Linked DNA regions of Sus scrofa: region 1 is linked to region 2. The links are chromatin contacts, called in public Hi-C maps. All regions are on one chromosome and are shown on one strand. The core of a region is the stretch at or near the end of the contact, and the rest is flanking DNA. Distances in the headings are between cores, read along the strand shown.

The links. A called contact is a pair of places that touch in the nucleus more often than the background predicts.
Region 1: a contact with region 2 is called in a Hi-C map of retroperitoneal adipose tissue, with 1.5 times the contacts expected there. The contact joins two enhancer-like sites. A contact is called at or near these places in 1 of 5 promoter capture datasets (liver), 6 of 47 Hi-C or Micro-C datasets (embryonic fibroblasts, fetal heart ventricle, heart right ventricle and 2 more) and 1 of 2 datasets of contacts at active chromatin or transcription factors (skeletal muscle).

What each region holds. Positions count from the first base shown.
Region 1 is chr9:10,798,817-10,802,020 of Sscrofa11.1, forward strand. No RefSeq gene overlaps it. Among named protein-coding and RNA genes, the nearest start is that of LRRC32, 15 kb to the right of the region's middle. Within about 2 kb of position 1,730, at least 23 of the 83 cell types and tissues checked have an H3K27ac peak or open chromatin away from gene starts, as enhancers often do. A contact at or near this core is called in liver and retroperitoneal adipose tissue, where this site is marked.
Region 2 is chr9:10,757,320-10,760,755 of Sscrofa11.1, forward strand. No RefSeq gene overlaps it. Among named protein-coding and RNA genes, the nearest start is that of LRRC32, 57 kb to the right of the region's middle. Within about 2 kb of position 1,447, at least 24 of the 83 cell types and tissues checked have an H3K27ac peak or open chromatin away from gene starts, as enhancers often do. A contact at or near this core is called in liver and retroperitoneal adipose tissue, where this site is marked.

The DNA.
Region 1 (3,204 bases), core at 480-2,979, 42 kb after region 2:
ACAGTGATTACAGCCCCATTTTACAGACAGGGAAGTGGAGGCACGGGCAAGCAGGGTGACGTGTCCTTGCTCTGAAAGCCAAGCAGCGGCGCAGCCTAGCCTCAGCCCCGTGTCTCTGGTCTCGGAGGCAGAGCTCTTTCCAGGGGGCAGCTCGGTGGGAGGTGGGAGCGGGGTGGGGTGGGGTGGGAACTGGGTCCTGAGAACCAGCAGGCCAGAGAGATTTGGAGTTCGAATGGCCAAGTTCAGGGAAAGCACAGCTGGGGAGGAGCCAAGGTATTTATTATGCTTGGTCTCCAGCTCCAAACAGAGCTGATGGATGGAGCTGCTCCAGTTCCTATAAACAGCTCGGGCCTCCCTCCCTTCACCCCTCTGCGTTCTCAGCACCACAGCCCCGACTGCTCCCAGTGAGAGGGGTGGGGGAGAGGTGGCCAAGGCAGGAGATGCAGAAGAGAGGGTGGGGGTGGGGGGAGAGCGGGGTCCCAGAGGCAAGAGGAACGAAGGGGAACGAGGCTGGGGAGAGGAGAGGCCTCTCCCCCGGGCAGCCCACACCCTGCAGTCCCCTGTGTCCCTTGGGTCTGTCTGAACAGCCTGGCCCTCATTCTTGGTCTGAGAGCTGATCTTACTCCCAAAGCCTTTAGGTCCTGGAGGGCAGCACCATCCATCCAGGAGACGTCTCCGAACTTGCCTCAGTGCTGGTTCACGGGCCCAGGAACACAGAAAGGATCCGGTGGGACCTCCCCCCAGGAGCTCCCAGCCTGGTGGTGGGTCAGGCAGACATCCCAGGACTGTGGCCCAGGGCAGCCCAAGGCCGCTGGCAGCTGGAGGAGGGCAATCAGGGCGGTCTTCCCAGAGGCGATGAGGCCAGGGGTTGAATAAGGCATTTGGCAGGTGGATCAGGGTGGGTGAGACACTTCAAATAGAGGAGGTCGGGGAGAGCCTGGTGTTCACTAGATCAGGAGGGGTGCTCCCTAATGGTCCCTAAGATCACTGCCTAATGGTTAAGAGGAGGGAGGCAGACCTGGGTTCAAATCTCCACTGTGGCATCTTACAGCCGTGGAATCTTGAGTCTCAGCTTCGCTAAAATGAAGATGATGGGAGTTCCTGCTGTGGCTCGTGAGGACGCGCGTTCGATCCCTGGCCTTGCTTGGTGGGTTAAAGATCCAGTGTTGCTATGAGCTGCGGCGTAGGTCACAGATGCAGCTTGGATCTGGCATTGCCATGGCTGTGGCGTAGGCTGGCAGCCGCAGCTCCGATCAGACTCCTAGCCCAGGAACTTCCATATGTGTGTGTGGCCACGAAAAGAAAAAAATATTAATAATAAAATGAGGGTCTCTCTAAAGGCTAGTGGAATTATCTAAGACTATGTACACCAAGTGGTCCGTGCAGGGCCCCCCCGGAAATGCTCAGTGATCATCAGTTTGAGTGAGAGGTGGGAGGTGGCCAGACGGGATGGCGCTGGAGGGCCGTGGGGACCCAGACTTGCAGGGCCTTGTGAGCTGCTAGATGACAGGGACCCAGAAAGCAGAAGGGAGACCCTGGGTCCCAGGGGATATGCTAGCACAGGGGACAGAGAGGGGGAGGCAGCGGCCGGCCATGGCTGCCGGCTTCTTCCTCTCTTGCCAGGCCTGCGAGCTTGGCTTCTGCTGGGCCCTGGTCCTCGTGGAGGGCCGGAGCAGCTCACTGGATCAAGGGAGCCGGGAGACCTGGCACTGCAGTCCGTCTGTGACGGGGGCTGGGCGAGGGCCTCCTCTCTCCCTGGAACTTACCGGATGCTCTGATGACCTAGTGGGCAGCTGTGTCTATGTTCGGCCGAAAACAGGAATTTCTGCCTTGCTGGAGGTCTTGGCCGGGGGCGAGCAAACTCCCCTGTTTGCCAGGAAGAGGGGTCACGGCTGGGTGGGCTCCCGGCAGGGTTGGAGGCCCACCGGCAGAGTCCTAAGCTGAGCGCAGCCCATACTAGTGACTTTCTTAAGGCCTTCATGGAGCACCTACTATGTGTCAGGGCATCAAGCCATCTGCCCTCTCCACCCCAGCCCCACCCATGGACTAGGCAGTTCACGCTTCCTTCCGACGGGAGCAGGAACGGGGAGGTGAGGGGTCACAGCCCAGGGAAGAAGCTGGGCTGGAGGGACCGCCAGGATCCTTGGGGGTGAGGGAGGCCGAGCTGGAGCTTGCACGAGAGGAGGCAGAAAAAAGCAGGCTGGCACCTACCAAGGGGGAGTGTCTGGGGGTCAGGCAGCTGAGAAGAGGAGATGGGGCCACCTGAAGACAAGGACAGGGGCTGCAAAGTGGGAGAGCCGGGGACGCCCCTCCCCCAGGCCCCACAGCCCACCCTTGCCCTCCAGCTCCCTTCCAGGAACCAGGAACGCTCTTCTTCTGGCTCCTCCTGGCTCTTCCAAGTTCAACCTTGAACTGCAGCCTGGCTGCTCATTCTCGGTCCTCCAGTCCCTGGGAGATGGGCAACTGTCTAGCTGGGGAGGCCTCTGGGGGTCGGGGTATCAGGGCAGCATGCTCAGGAGGGGCTGGGGCTGAAGACAGGGATGTGGGTGTCGTCAGAGCAGCGGGGTGGCTACAACGCTGAGGGCAATGACCTTCCTGGGAGAAGAGTCCTGGCGTCTCCATGCAGATGGCCCGAGGAAGAGGAGCACACCGCAGAGCCTGAAAAGAAGTGGCCCGGGAGGAAGGCCTCTGGGGTCCTAGACGCCAGGAGTGTGTCCAGGGGTTGGGGGTGACGGGGAGGACAGAGGCGAGGGGCGCTGCAGCGGAGAGTCAAGGAGGCTGAGGGCCTCAGCCAGGGCACCAGGGAACAAGGTGGAAGTGGGGGTTGGAGGCAGCCCGGGGTGTGTGAGGCTGGAGGGGGCGCAGGGGAAGCTACTGTACCAGAAGCTGATTCGGGAAGTAGGAAAAGGAGAGCAGAAAGTGGTTTAGGGGTCTTCTTATGGTTCTGAAGATGGGTGAGCCTTGGGCACAGCTGAAGCCTGAGAGGAAGAGGCCAACAGAGAGGAGGAGGGGCTGAGGGAGCGGCGAGTGAGGACGAGAGAGGGCGGCCAAGGCCCCGGGGGAGGGAGACAGCGCTGCCCCCGAGCGGGGCCAGCGGAAGCCGGGTCAGAGGAGGGAAGGCCGACGACGGGCTTCCTGCTGGAAGCCGCCACCTTCTCAGGGGGGTGGGGCTCGCGGAGGGTGAGGGGACAGAGGTGTGGCAGG
Region 2 (3,436 bases), core at 197-2,696:
TATTTTTCAGCTACCAAGGCATTAAGCCAAGTGAAAATACAAAAGGAGTTTTGTACTAGATTCTCAATCAATGAGTACACACCATCATTAAACCAAGATTTACAGTTCCCGCTGAGGCTCAGTGGAAGCGAACCCGACGAGTATCCATGAGGATGTGGGTTCAATCCCTGGCCCCGCTGGGTGGGTTAAGGATCCAGTGTTGCCAAGACAAGATTTGGATCCTGCGTTGCTATGGCTGTGGTATAGGCCCACAGCTTCAGCTCCAATGCGACCCCTAGCCTGGGAACCTTCATATGCCACACGAGTGGCCCTAAAAAGCAAAGCAAAAAAAAAAAAAAAAAACCCAAGATTTTATTAAAAATGAAACACAATCATAATTTTTAGTAATAATAAGAAAATATAAGCTTACATGACTAATTTACTCCTCTTTCATTCTTTTTTCAGTTTCTATTTTTTGGTATCTATTTTATAATTTATCCAATAATTTTTTTAAACTGGGAAGTTTTTTTAATTTATAATTATTATTATTAGGTTTTTTAGGGCCTCACCCATGGCAAATGGAAGTTCCTAGCCTAGGGGTCGAAGCGGAACTGTAGCCACCAGCCTACACCACAGCCACAGCAACACTGATCCGAGCCACTCTGCAACCTACACCACAGCTCTCGGCAACCCTGAATCCTTTAATGCACTGAGCGAGGCCAAGGATCGAACCTGCGTCCTCATGGATGCTAGCCAGATTTGTTTCCGCTGAGCCACAAAGGGAACTCCTATCAACAAATTTGCATGGTGGCATATGCTTATACTTTACAAATAAATGTATACATTGGTTAAGTGCATGAACTTTGCTTTTTCAGACGGGAGAGTGACAGGGGAGCTAGGGAGGGATTCTGGAGGGAAGGGCGGGAGCTGTTGAGGCCACTTTGGGAACTTGAGGTCCTCCTAGAGTCTAGACAGGAGACTCGGCGGTGATCCTAGACTGGGCTCAGGAGGGAGCCTGAGCTGGGCCTGGGGCTGAGGGCAGGGTGGAGTGGGGAGGGGAGGATGCCTATGGGAATGGCTGGGACGAGGGCGGAGAGAGCTCTGGAGGCACCCACGCCGCTGCCCTGGGACCTGGTCTATGCAATGAGGTGACCACGTGGAGTCCCTGCCGGAGAAATCCGAAGACTAAGGCCGTGGGGTAGGGAGAGAGAAAGAGAGAGAGGAACCAAGATTCGACTTCCTCTCTGCTCTTCCTGCAAGCTGAGCCAGCTCAGCCCCAAAGGCCCAGACAGGGCTGTCCCCTGTCTTATTGTCCTGCACAGCCTGGCCAAGCCAGGGATGGCTGCCCCGTAAGGGCTCATGCCAGCAGCCAGTGTGAGGTGGCCGAAGGCCCAGGTCCCAGGCTACCAAGTCTGGAGGTCACCCTGGCAACAGCTCTGTTGTGAGGCTACACAGATGCAGGGTCCTGTTAGTCAGAGCCATGCGGGAAGGTCCCCTCTGGCCCCGGAAGGCCTGGCAGGCCACATCTGGCCACGCCTGGGAGTGGTCCAGCAACTAACTATTGTCTGGCCTGGCCCCGGCAAAGCAGCTGGTCAAAGGAGAGAGCTGAGTCCAACAGGGATCAAGGGTTCAAAAATCAGTCTGGGAGTTCCCTTTGTGGCTCAGCAGGTTAAGAACCAGACCCAGTCTCTGCGAGGATGCAGATTCAACCCTGGCCCTGCTCGGTGTGCTAAGGATCCAGCATTGTCAAAAGCTGATGCAGCTTGGATCTGGCGTTGCTGTGGCTGTGGGGTAGGCCGGCAGCTGGAGCTCCGATTCGACCCCGAGTGTGGGAACTTCCATGTGCCGCAGGTACGGCCGTGAAAAAAACAAACAAAAACAGTCTGTCCGTTCACCAACTGTGCTCAGAGAGCAAGCAAACCAGGCCCTGCCTTGGTGTGCGGGGGGAGGGTCCCTGTCTCTCAAGTGAGGCGGGATGTCAGAGGTGTCACCAGCACCCCAATAAGTCTGGGTCCCTGAAGCAGCGACCCTGGCAGTTGCTGCGCTTAGGCCGGTGTGGACTGGGATGCTCCCATCTCAGGGTTTTTCTGCTTCAGAGCCCCAGGGCAAAGGTGTACCTTCAGACTGGGCTGCTCTACCCTAATCCAGCCTGGGCTGCCCCATCCCTTTCCTCCTGGGCCTCGGCTCCCGGTGGTATGATGGCAGAATGCCAGGACACCTGCTCCCCTCACCCGCTCAGAGCCCACCTCCCTCACCCCGCCCCTCCACGCCCCACTCCACGCCTGCCAAGCTTTGCGCAACCCATCCGGGTCTCACTGCCACATTACTGGCTCCCGCACACTGTTGCAGGTTGCTGTGCCCACTGTGGGGCCTGTGAGAACATCCTGAGGGACCCTGGGTCCAGCCACACCCTCCCCCTTCCACCCTCCCAAGACTGGGGGGACTTCTGGGTTACTGTGTCCAGGCAGAGGTCCCTTTCCGGCTGTGCCCAGCCCGCCTCCACCAGGCACACAGATGCCCTGGGATGGGGCCCCCAGTCTCCTAATGACTGGTCCCCTGGAGCCACTTCCCTCCCCGAGTCTCAGTTTCCCGGGGTGGAGGGAGGGTGAGGAGTGACCTCACGGTGGGGGGTGGGGGGACTGGGCGGGGAGAGGTCCCCTGCCTCTGATCACGTTTAAGGAATTGTTATTTTCATTATTACCCTCGGCGTCTCTGGTTGGCTTTTTTTAGGCTGTTTGATGAATAATGCAGGCGTGGGTCCGACCCCACTTCCCTTGGCCCTCCTGTGGGTTGAGGGGCTGCGGGGGTGGCGGGTGGGAAGGCTCGCCCTCCAGGAACCTGCCCCTCAACTTGCGTGTCCGGAAGCCGTGTCAACAGCCGATCCGACCTGAATCACTCGGCCCTCCCCGTCCCTGGGGAGCTCTGAGAATAGATCCAGGAGCCCTTCCCAGAAGCAGCCCGGAGCCCCAGTCAGTGTCCCGCCTCCGCGGGGGACTCGGAACCGCCACCTGAGCCCCCGCAGCATCCTCCTCCCTCCCTCCTCTGGGTCTTCCCGCCGTGAATCTCACATCCCAACCGCCACCATCGCTGTGGGTCCTGTGGCTTCCCGCGGCCCTGCTCCTGCTCAAGCTGTCCCCTCTACCTGGGCAGTCGCCTTCTTTCTTCTGAGCCACTGCTTCCAGGAAGTGTTCCCAGGTCTGGTTCCCCCACCAACCCCATCCCCCCACCCCCACCCTGCCCACCAACCCCCACCCCCCCTCCACCAACCCCCCCACCCCCATCCTCCACCAACCCCCACCCCCCACCAACCCCGTACCCCACCTTCACCCTCCACCAACTGCCAGTCCCCACCCTCCACTGCCCCCCCACCTCCACTCTCACCCCTCCACCCCCCCAAAAGGAATCTTTCCCTCAGCACCTAGTAGGCGCCACTTTAAAGGCCCCACCAGTAGGAGCT